2 separate regions of the Sus scrofa genome follow, and region 2 is linked to region 1. A link is a contact called in public Hi-C data. All regions are on one chromosome and are shown on one strand. The core of a region is the stretch at or near the end of the contact, and the rest is flanking DNA. Distances in the headings are between cores, read along the strand shown. Region 1 has its middle 230 kb from the start of FN1. Region 2 has its middle 240 kb from the start of MREG.

Region 1 (5,768 bases), core at 1,211-3,710:
GCGGGTTCGGTCCTTGGCCTTGCTCAGTGGGTTGGGGATCCGGCGTTGCCGTGAGCTGTGGTGTAGGTTGCAGACACAGCTTGGATTCCGAGTTGCTGTGGCTCTGGTTGTAGGCCGGTGGCTACAGCTCCAATTAGACCCCTAGCCTGGGAACCTCCATATGCCGCAGGAGCGGCCCTAGAAATGGCAAAAAGACAAAAAAATAAAATAAAATAAAATAAAATAAAAATAAAGATGGTATTGAACTCTGCATAGTGTACATAGTGGTTGGGTTGGAACAGTATTGTCATCATTCTGAGAAAGAGAAAAATGGAGGGAGGTAAAGAAGAGTTTACTGATTTTTAAATACGTAAAGCTTTTTAACAAGGCACGTTGTTAAAGCTCTGCAAATACATTTACAAATAGATTTTATCAGGGAACCCTTTGAACATAAGGTAATGTTTTGGCCTTTCAGCCCAGGTTGGGAAGCCCTTCCCAATGACTGTCACTCCAGGGAACAGGTTTGGCTGGATTCCAAACATCCCCTGACAGGTCCCAGATCTGGCTCAGAGGTGGCTCCACCTGTCTGACACTGTCAAGGTTTACCTGGAGACAGCCAGTGGGTTTCACACAAAACTGGATCCTGTCTTCTATCAACAAGTGACCAAATGACCTCCTCCTCCAAAAAAAAAAAAAAAAAAAAAGAAAAGAAAAGAAAAGAAAAGAAAAAGACAAAGGAGAGACACTAGGACCCAAATCACATCATGGGGGCAGTGACTCTGTGTCAATTACTACATCCTTAGTTGCAAGGACAGTATTCAGTATACAATAAGCACACCATAAATATTTGTTAAATAAAGTTAATCTTCACAGTAATACTAAGAGAAATAAGTTAACCCCAACTTACTGAGGAGGCTCAGAAAGGTTAGTGGAGCAACTAGGATTTGAACCTGGGTAGATCTTTCCACTGTATATGACATAACTTATTAGACTCTCTCATCCCCCAAATGCAAGTCATTTCAGGAGACTTCTAGAATATAGATATATACTTTTTACCACATCTTAAACTCTAGGCAAAAAAAAAAAAAGCAAGACTTTTACCATAAAGTAACCCACCAAATAATCTAGATTTTAATGGGTACTCTAGAAAGCATCCAGCTCAGTTTCCCACCCAATAAATAAGTGAATGTACAGTAACTTCCTCAAGGCCTGGCACACATTAAGTGCTTAATAAGCATTAATTCCTCACCTTGTGTGAAGCTCATGGTGGGCTGTGGTCCCAGCCTTGACCAGAGCACTTTCACTTACTATGCTACAATTTTATGAAAGGTCCTTCGATTTTAAAAATGAACAGTTCTCCCTTGAAATGTAAACACCATGAAATCAGTGACTGTGTTTTGTTCAAAGTTGCATTCCTAGGGCCAGAATAAGGCCTTACACATGGCAGGTACTAGAAAAAAAAAAAACCTATGTTTTGAATATATAGATGAATGCATGACCAATTGTCGGAAAAGTTCGAGAAACAGCACTTTTTGCTTAAGTAATGGGTTAGGGATTCAGAGGAAGAGCTGGTATCCCAGCACAGCAAGCGGCCCTGGGGGGAATCCTTTGAAGTCATGTGACACTGGTAAATGAATGGTTCCCAAATCCCTGGTCTGCACCTTCTATCCCAATATGAGAATCCATGACAAATGTAGGATGAGCTTATCTCTGGATGAAATTTACAGGCAGCATAAGGAAAGCCTGAGAAAACCACCAACCATGAGATGAGCTGTGGCCTCCCTCCTTCTCTTCCTCTTCTTCAATCTCCCATCCCACTCCACAGAGAGCCCTGATTTGTAGCCAATCATCCTTATCTCTGCAGCATGAAATGACAGGAAATCAGGTCATCAAGGAATCCAGAAAATGAAAATTGAGAACAAAAATCTACTTCAGTTGGCAGTATGCCCAGGTGGGATTTGGTGCTTTGGGCAGCTGATTCTTCAATGAGGAAATAAAATGGGGGAGATCTAAAAAATTTAATGTATTTCATTTTTAAAATGAAATCAAATAGCCCTGTGTTATCTCCTATAACATTTATCAGTCCTTTCAGGAGGGCAAATTTCCTACAGAATATCTGAAAAGCATTCCATCACATAACACTACTACCAGCTTTCACAATTTAGGAAGAAAATCATCTTTCTAGGGCAAGAACCTCCAAGCCCACCCCTGCCATGATACTTCTGTTTGTTTGCAAAAGACTGGTTGTGTCCCTTGGGTGTTTGTTGATCAAAGTTCCAGTCGTACTGCTGAACGAGTGTTCCTTTTTTTTTTCCAAAGTGATTATTAAGCCACTTTAAAAACACTTTAACTTGTGGGTTTACCTCACTCTGTTTGAGTCCAAATTTCACAATAATATAATGAAGCAAGCCCTGTGGTGCTGTCTATGTCATTTTAATTTAGCAGGAAACCACAACCTTGTACATCTTTTCCAAGTGCCTCCCCTCGCCCCTGGCTCCATCCATGTCCAGTGCCGTCTGGCTTTTTTTCTGGCCTGAGTTTCAGCATTGCGTACTTACTTCATTAACCCTACAAGTCTTCAACTCTCCCTTATCACTTTGCAAACGAGTCTGCCCCCTATTCCTGATGTCAAATTGCAAACTCTTTTGTGTGCTTTCAATAATCGCCATTTTAATGTACAAACTGATTGGAATGCCCAAGAGCTGGTGTCATTTTTCTGTTTGCTTCAACGGGTATTTTGTGTGAAGTGTGAACTTGGGGAAACATAAAAAGAAAAAAATTAAAAAGAAAGACTGTAAGAATTGGGAAAAAAAAATCATGAACAATGTTTCAGGGAGTAAACCATGAATAAAGGACACATTAACCGATCTGGTATTTTCTTTATATCTTTTCTTTATGATTTGCTCCTGATGGAATGACTGAACATTTATTTAGACTTCAGATACTATCTTCACACTGTTTAAGCACTTGATTTACTTTAGCATTATTTGGCCAATTTTAAAAGGTACTTAATTGATGTTAAAAACATATTTTAAAAGCTATCACTAGTCGTTTCTCTTGGAAACATCCATTTCCAAAATTTTTCTGATTGTTTATGGCCCACAAAATGCATAGGGCCTTAGTTTTCATTCACGATGTTATAGAACTATCTTTTTTCATATTTCCAAAAAATATAACTACAGATATTTAATGTTTCTGATATACTTTATAAAAATGAATTCAGAAATTTCCATATGATTATTACCTAACTGCTACTAGTGATAAAGTGTTCAATTGCCCATATTGTGATAAGTGAGCACAGAAATAATATCTACTCTAATGATATTTTAAAGAACAATTCTTGGCATGTAATGTAACAGAAAGAGATGCAAACTGAGTTGATGAAGACTGGAGTTTTCTGTATGACCGTGGGAAAGTCCCCTGACCCCACTGGGCTTTATTAAGGTCAGAGAAGTTAGGAATTAAAACTAGGGTCATTCACCTCCTTTCACTTTTTCCCATATCTGCTTAAAAAAAGTTTACTTAATTTTTTTTTTTTCAAACAAACATTGGGAAATATCAAGCTAAACTTTAATGTTCACTACTTCCTTACCATCTTTGGTTTTCCTCTCTTAAAAATCCCTTTCTTTGAAGCTGTGAGATATATTTAATGAAGCAGCAATTTTTTTCCCTAGCTTTGACCTGAAAGGTAAATAATCTAATCTTGCATCATCAAAAGCCATTTTTTTTTCCAGAGCATTTATCTCATACTCAGAAAACAGATGTTAAATGCCAGAATGAAAACAAGTTATATACCAAAGTGCAAATCCTTGTCCTTTTGACTATTCAGAAAAACTACACATCTTTAGCTGACTGACTCCTGAAAAAAATTAAAAAGAAAGACTGTAAGAACTGGGGGGGAAAAAAATCATGAAATCAATTTAGTTTTAGTTCTGTCTTCCAGTTGAGTTTAAACTTACTCAACCTATAAGTGCAAACATATAAGTGCAGTTCTTCAGCTCTACTTTTTCTTGGTGTGGCTCACAGTGCTTCAAGTTTCCTTCTTTTGATGTCTCAAATTCTTACCATTTGTGAACACCTTTTCAATGTTTGAATCTGAATGTTGACTTGTTTCGGTGAAGAGGCAGAAGTCATAACTGCAGGTCAGCCGATATACTAGAAAAAGAAATCTGGAAGTTGCCAAAGGAAAGCATAAGGACACTGAAAAGCAAGAGATATCCTTTAGGAAACCAAAATTTAAAGAGGGAGGAATAAGAAAACCTCAGACATTCTGTAAGCTTTGCATGACACCCAAGGGCTCTTTTTTTTTTTTTTTTTTTTTTTTTTTCCATTTTGCTAAACCCATCTGTTATCTTGATTTATTAATTTTTTGGCAACACTTTTGACATACTTTTAGCCCTTTCTAAAAATAGAAGCTTTTTCTGATTTCCCTTAAAACATGAGTCACTGGATGGAAGTCAAGCAGGACAGGACAGTGGAGAGGAAGGAGATGGGAATGAGAAAGGAGCCTGATAGCAAGGCATTGCAGCGTAGCCGTGAGGTAACCATGCTGGGTGTGTGGTAGTGCTGAGCACCCACTTTACCAGCTACCAAGTCCTATGGCTATGGCTCTCTGATGTAAGTATATTGAAGCTACATGTTTTTCTAGTGGTAGATTTGTCCTAAATAACACACATTCCCTAGTCTGAGCCTCACTGGGCAAAAAGGGTAGATGTTAAAAATGCCCTCTGCTCAATTATTAGCAAAAAAAATTTTTACAATGGAAATTTTAGAAATGGGGCCTTTTGGGAAGAAGTGGTATTATCAAGACATTGTATAAATAAAAGTTATTACGCAACATCTGTGTGTTGGGGCGGGAGGGGTAAGCAGAAAAATAAACCAAGGCAGAGAAAGGAAGTGAGAATGACAGGGAATCAGGGAACAAATTTCTCTAAGAAAGGATGACTAAATTACAGGGAACATGGGTTAAAAAAACTGACCAACCAACCAACAACAACAAAAACCCTCCAAAAAACAAAAACAACATCAACAACAAAAGCCAAATGATTTGAATGTATAATTGAGTTTGGGAACCGTAAATATAGAATTGGGGGCTAACTCTGCACTGTTTATTTTCCTTTAACCATAGTTATTAAAATATAGGTTTAAAAAAAATAAGTTGTTATGCTAGTATTTATTTAACTATTCTCATCCTATTCTGTAAAAAAAAGGATGTAAAGGCTTTATCAGTTTGGATCATTCTTTTTCAAAAAGAGATATCAATAGACAGCCTTGAGTTATCCCATCTCAATTCTGTTGAATCCTATGCCCTCTTCTCTGCCTCCAAATGAGGTTAGCACTGGGGGCTGATAGTATCTAAGAGAAAAGTAAACCTATTTACAAGGCTGTGGAGAGAGAAGTATTAAAGAAAATGAAAATTCTATTTCATACCTGGGTGAATTAATCAATTAACTTGAAATATGGCTAAGTTCCTTACCTGTTTATAAAGGGTATCTCCAGAATGCTAATACAAGCATAACATTTAATAATAAAATATAAGAAATATTTTCTTTCAGTTCAGCAATAAGACAAGGATGCCTGCTGTTGATGCTCTCTTTTAACGTTTTTTAAGATCATAGTCATCAGAATAAGGCAAAGAGAACAAGTTCTAAGTAATGGAAAGGAAGAAATAAAACTGGTAGTATTCATAGATGATATACATGGAAAACCTTTGAGGATCTACTGAAAAATTATTAAATTAATTACAGCATACAACAAGGTTGCAGTATGTAGTATCAAGATACAAAATA
Region 2 (5,768 bases), core at 1,663-4,162, 72 kb before region 1:
ATGGTAGATATCTGGCAGGCAGATGAAAGTTCCTCTGTGTCGAAATTCAGGCATCTCTAACTTTGATATGCATATGAATTGCCTGAGGATCTTGTTAAAATGCAGATGATGTTTTAGGAGGATTGAGGTGGGACCAGATATCTGAATTACTAGCGTATTCCCAGGTGATGCTGTGGCTTTCCATGCGTGAATTGCATATGGCACAGCAAGGCTGCAGTTCTCTTCCCTAAGTCTTATCAAAGGTCACAGCTTGGTCTCACTTGTGGGAAGGAAGCATCCCTTGATCACCTGACAGGCAGGGAACTTGGGGGAGAGGGAGCATATCACTTTCATCCTGTCCCTTCCCAATCCAACACCTGCCAGGGGCGGAATGCCCAAAAGGGGAGAGGAGAACTGGCAGTTGGCTTAAGTGGCCTGTGGACAGAGAGGAGACGGATGGCCTGAGCCCATGGAGGCAGAGACCAGCTGGTTCAGGAATGCACATAAAATACTAGCACCTTTGAGGATTCCCTGGAAATGGAGCCTTGAAGTCATTGTAAATAATAGGAAAATAACCTTATTTATGTTTTTAGGCTAAGGGAACTTGGACTTACAAGAAGTAAATAAAAAGTTTGACAGTTCAGCCTCGAAACCCCTGCAGAATACCCTGGTGTGTTGCCTCATATTTGCTCCGGTAGGAGCTGCCTTTCACAGTGGTTTGTATTTAGTCCATGATTACTGAGAACTGATCATCCTGAATGAGACAGAGGCCTGGGGTCCTATGCAGTAACCAAGCACACAGACATGTTTTTGACCACACACAGGCTGCCTCAAGCTTTTTTCTGCTTTGTAATCCTGGAAATATCATTGAGAGCAGGACAATGGCAAGGTATGAATCATTTTTTTCTTCTCCCACCATGGTGTGCCACCACATACCTGCTTTTTCTACCCAATGTTCCTGAATCCATAAGGCAAATGTGGACAAGTTAACCCTGAGGCCCATGAATCAGCAGAGAAGCTATTGAGTGAGGGCATCAACGAGTGAAAAGTGAAACATGGGGGGTTGTCAGCTCCATCAGGCCAGCAAATGATGAAATGTTAAAGGCGGCAGGACTGAGGACAACCTGCACATTTTTCTTTTTCTTGGTATTAATCACTGAGAGTAGTTGAGTCTTAAATTCCTTCTCCAAGAACTACATAAGGAGGCGAATCCTTTGTATCTTCTTCAACTGTGGAAACAATGATTTTAATCTAAGCATTCTGAAGATATTTCTGTAGGCCATCGGCCCCTGGATGGTGACAAGAGTAAGCATAGGAGAGAAGGTGAGAGGTGACTGGTTTATGGACAGGGAATTCTATATGAAGATATGAACACTAATGAAAATACTGCTATGAATTGCAAATGTTTGTAAAGCACTTTCTATGTGCCAAGCTGGCACTGTTCCAAGGGCTTTACATGAAGAAGGCTGGAGCCAAAGCCACAGACATCTCTTACTACGGACTAAATGCTTATATTCCCCCCACTTCAAATTCATTTGCTGAAACCCTAAGCCAAACGTGATGGTATGAGGAGGTGGGGCTTTAGGAGGGGATTAGATCATGAGGGAGGAGCCCTCATGAATGGAATTAGTACCCTTATAAGAGGAGACTCTAGGGAGCTTGCTTCCTCTCTCTGCTCTCTGCAAGAAGATGGTCATTTGCAAACCAGAAAGAGAGTCCTCACCAGAACCCAAGCACCTGGCACCCTGGTCCTGGACTCCAGATGTTTGTTGTTTAAGCCACCCAATCTATGATATTTTTGTTCTAGCGGTCCAAACTGACTAAGGCACCTCCTAACACAGGAGCGTTGATGGTGCAACTCGTAATAATTTAACACTTTGCCTTCATCCACCCCTCAGCATGAAAATGCAATATGCAGGGGATGAAGAGATGGGGGATGATTTATGTTTACTTTCTTTCCTTCTTATAGCCACTCACAGTTTTACCAAATACAGCTTGAAAAAAAGTAAATTTATGAAGCTCACCAGTAAAGGTGAATTAAAAGGGAAAGAGAGGGAGTTCCCACATCAGTGCAGTGGGTTAAGGATCCAGCTGTGTTTCTGTAGCAGCTTGGGTTGCTGTGGAGGCAAGTGTTCAATCCTTGACCTACTGCAGTGGGTTAAGGATCTGGCATTTCCGCAGCTGTGGTATAGGTCACTGCTGTGGCTTAAATTTGACCCCTAGTCTCCATCCCTGGACTGAGAACTTCCATTTGCCATGGGTACAGCCATAAATACATAAATTAATTAAATAAAGAGGGAAGAAAGAAGACATTTTTATTTCTTTCGTGAGGTCTGGTGACAAACTCTTTTGACCTTACACTGAATCCCTAAATTATTTCTATTCTACAATTGCCTCAGTTCCCTCTACCTGCCCCTTCCCCTCACCAACCACAGCTAAAATCTGGGGATGCACATGCTGATAAACCTAGTCCTGGGGCCCTCATAGAAATAGTCATTAAGAATTACCTCTCCCTTTGCCAACTGCTAAATGAACCAGTCATGGTGTATACTGGGACCAGATTGCAGATCTGTCTCAGAATGCACGGCTAATCCTCTCCTTCCTCCCATGGATAGGCCGACACGTCCAGGCTCTCCTTTCTGAATGTTAGTCTTAGCCCATCAGAAGCATGCACCCTACAAGAATTATAGCTTTATCCTTGATCTTGGGGAACCCCAGTCATATCCTGTCAAGAGGGTAACCGAGCAGAGGGATGGGAGAGGGTACTAAAGAGAGGATAGGACTGGGATAGTTAATCTATAATCTATCATAAGATTTGACCAAGCATCTCCAGGTGTGTGATTAATTCCTTTAAGCTGGAGAGATATGGGAAAGCTGATTACATACTGGGTTTCCATTTGGCCTATTGCTTACTGAGCAATAGGTCAAGCCCCGTTTAGCTGACCTTTGGAAGATCTTTCTTCCTGGAGGGCCAGTCCAGCAGGTAGGAAGCAGTGTTTAGAGACTGGCAAGTGTGACTTGGGGTTTCTGTCTCCATCTGATCTACATATTGGTAATATTTGTGAGTCAGAAAGTTAGGAAATTCCCATGTGCTTCATTTTTATCTGTCTTGGACTAGATTTGTGAGTTGCCATGAAGAAACTGACCAACCAATACAGTTCTCCCTCTCCTCCCCCCCACATGCTGCTACGTGCAGGACGAGGGCTGCAGGCTGATGTCAGTGCCCCTTCCTCTGACCTACTTCATGCTTCCCTGATGCCCTTTCTTCTTGGCAGCTCAGCGGCTGAGCAGAGGCCCCAGGCCTGTGACATTGTGGCACAAAATGCTGGGAAATCACAGTGAGAGCCCTGGCTGCCTTGTCCCCAGAACCCTGCCTACAACCTTAGCCTGACCCTCCAGGCTCCTGGTCCAGACTCACCCCTCATTGGGAAATTGAGTCCAGCATGGCAGGCCATGCACTATGAATCCCCCTGCTCTAACCTGATGCTCCGATTCTGGTAACTTGGCTTCTGCATTGACCTGTGACTCAACTGAGTCATTGTGTTGTCACTCTGGAGTTCTTTCTCTGCCCTGAGTCTCAGTTTGTTTAAGCCTAAGGTCATTCCTCTGAACTTTAGTTTCTTGGCTAAAACTTCATATGTAGCTTCCAGACTTCCCCTATTTTGATCATCATCCAAATAGGCTACTTGGTTCTGAACTTGTGTTTTGCCTTTTGCTTGGTGCTCATCTGCTTATCCATCAAGGCTGCTGCCTCCCCAGGCTCACTCTCCCCAGATCTGACCCCCCCTTTTCACTTAGGTGAACCTCCCAAGTTGCCATTGTATGGGAAACCTACAGATGGGGAGGGTCGTTGTTTACTAGCTCTAATTCTTGTTTATTTAAAAAAAATTTATCTAAGTATAGTTGATTTATAATCTTGTGTTAGTATCTGCTGCATAGGAAAAGGTCTCAGTTATATCTAGATATTCTTTTCCGTCATGGTTTATCACAGGATATCGAATATAGTTCCTTGTGCTATACAATAAGACCTTGCTGTTTATCCATTCTAGGTATAATAGTTTGCCTCTGTTTTTAATTATTTATTTTATTGAAGTATAATTGATGTATAATGTATTAATTTCTGCTGTATAACAAAGTGACTCTTTTTCGTATTCTTTTCCATTATGGTTTATCACAGGATATTGACTATAGCTCCCCATTCTACTAGATCCAATTCTTATACTCTACCATTTGCCCTGCTTCTGGGGGGATCTCTCACAAAGAATGGCTACTGGCATCATGTATTAATTAAAATTTATTTGGCTAGTTCCCAGTGTGGCTCAACGGGTTAGAAACATGACTGGTATCCATGAGGATGCGGGTTTGATGCCGGGCCTCGCTCCTTGGGTTAAGGATCTGGTGTTGCTGTGAACTATGGTGTAGGTCACAGACATGGTTCGGATCTGGTGTTGCTGTGGCTGTGGTGTAGGCTGGCAGCTGTAGCTCCAATTCGACCCCTAGCCTAGGAACATCCATATGCTGTGAGTGCAGCCCTAAAAAAGAAAAAAAAAAAAAGGAAATTTATTTGGTTAAAGGGAAAGAAACAGACATTGTCTAATTTAAGTAAAAAGGAAGTATTACTGGAAATATCTGAATTTAAAAACAAAGCACCAGGAGAGTAAGAAGTAGGGAAGCGCCAAAGATCTCAGCTTCATGAGTTCCTGACCAGCAGTTCAGGACACTGTGGCTCAGCCCCATGACCCTTGGTGGCTGTTTCTCCTCATACAGATCTCCACATTCCCAGGAAAGGCAATCTGATTAGCTTAGCTCCATCCAAGCATGCACCTTGTAAAAATCAGGTCTGGCTTCAAGTAAGGACATGGCTGCTGGGGTCCACCTCTTGGAATCAGGGCCAGTCCCCAGGAAGGGGCCAGGAGAGTGAACTGGGAATTGACCCCGAGGGTCATCCAGCAAGCGATGACAATGGCCTCACATGATTCTCCCTCTCTCCTGCTCCATAAGCCCAGCATTCATCTCTGCTCACTCTTGAGGATTCTTCAATGCTTTCAACAGAAGCTAGATTTTTTTTTTAACCCAAACATTAAATAAAAGAGGAAGGAACAGGCATTAGAAATCTGCTTTGTAAAATAAGACTTAACTGGTCTCCAGCTTGGGATCTCTTACAAGGATGCTGTCTTGCCTTGCTCAGAGTTGAGTCCATGTGCTTGAGGTTTAGCCATAACCAACAAAATGCCCCCAAAACAACTGGACAAAGTACAGAGGATACAAAGAAAGGCTAAACATGCTCTCCTCTTTGGCTAAGGACGGCCTTCAGAATGCCATTTTCTTGGCTTCCCCAGGTGAAAGGTATGGGACCAGCCTCTCTTCTCAGGAGTGAGCCCCTTCCCTTCTTGCAGGAGTGTGGTCCCCGCTGATGGCATCATGATAGTGTCTATCAGAGCACTACGTGATAATCCTGCCATTTATCTGCAGGATAGTCACATCTCGTAGCAGGAGATTTATTCTGTTACCCAAATGCTAGGCCATCTGTGACTTTGGTGCTGGCCTGTCTCAGTGTGGCTTGCTGCCATGACTACTGTGTAATGATCTGATTCAGAGTCCACACGTACTGATTACACATGGGTGGTCTGCCAGGTTCTATGGGCAGGGATTTGTACTTGAATGATCTAATTCATTACTGAACACAAATCCCATGAAAGCCTCTTGGAAAATGAGCATTGTGGTTGAGTACATTTGGTTAATACTGCCTGATATGTCTTTTTGAAGACCCAGAATGCCGATACCTCACT

Evidence for each region. Hi-C and Micro-C count contacts between places; a contact is called where the count stands out from the background.
Region 2: a contact with region 1 is called in a Hi-C map of liver, with 3 times the contacts expected there. The contact joins two enhancer-like sites. A contact is called at or near these places in 1 of 5 promoter capture datasets (liver) and 5 of 47 Hi-C or Micro-C datasets (liver and skeletal muscle).

What each region holds. Positions count from the first base shown.
Region 1 is chr15:117,961,358-117,967,125 of Sscrofa11.1, reverse strand. No RefSeq gene overlaps it. Among named protein-coding and RNA genes, the nearest start is that of FN1, 230 kb to the right of the region's middle. Within about 2 kb of position 2,460, at least 6 of the 83 cell types and tissues checked have an H3K27ac peak or open chromatin away from gene starts, as enhancers often do. A contact at or near this core is called in liver, where this site is marked.
Region 2 is chr15:118,034,130-118,039,897 of Sscrofa11.1, reverse strand. No RefSeq gene overlaps it. Among named protein-coding and RNA genes, the nearest start is that of MREG, 240 kb to the left of the region's middle. Within about 2 kb of position 2,912, at least 2 of the 83 cell types and tissues checked have an H3K27ac peak or open chromatin away from gene starts, as enhancers often do. A contact at or near this core is called in liver, where this site is marked.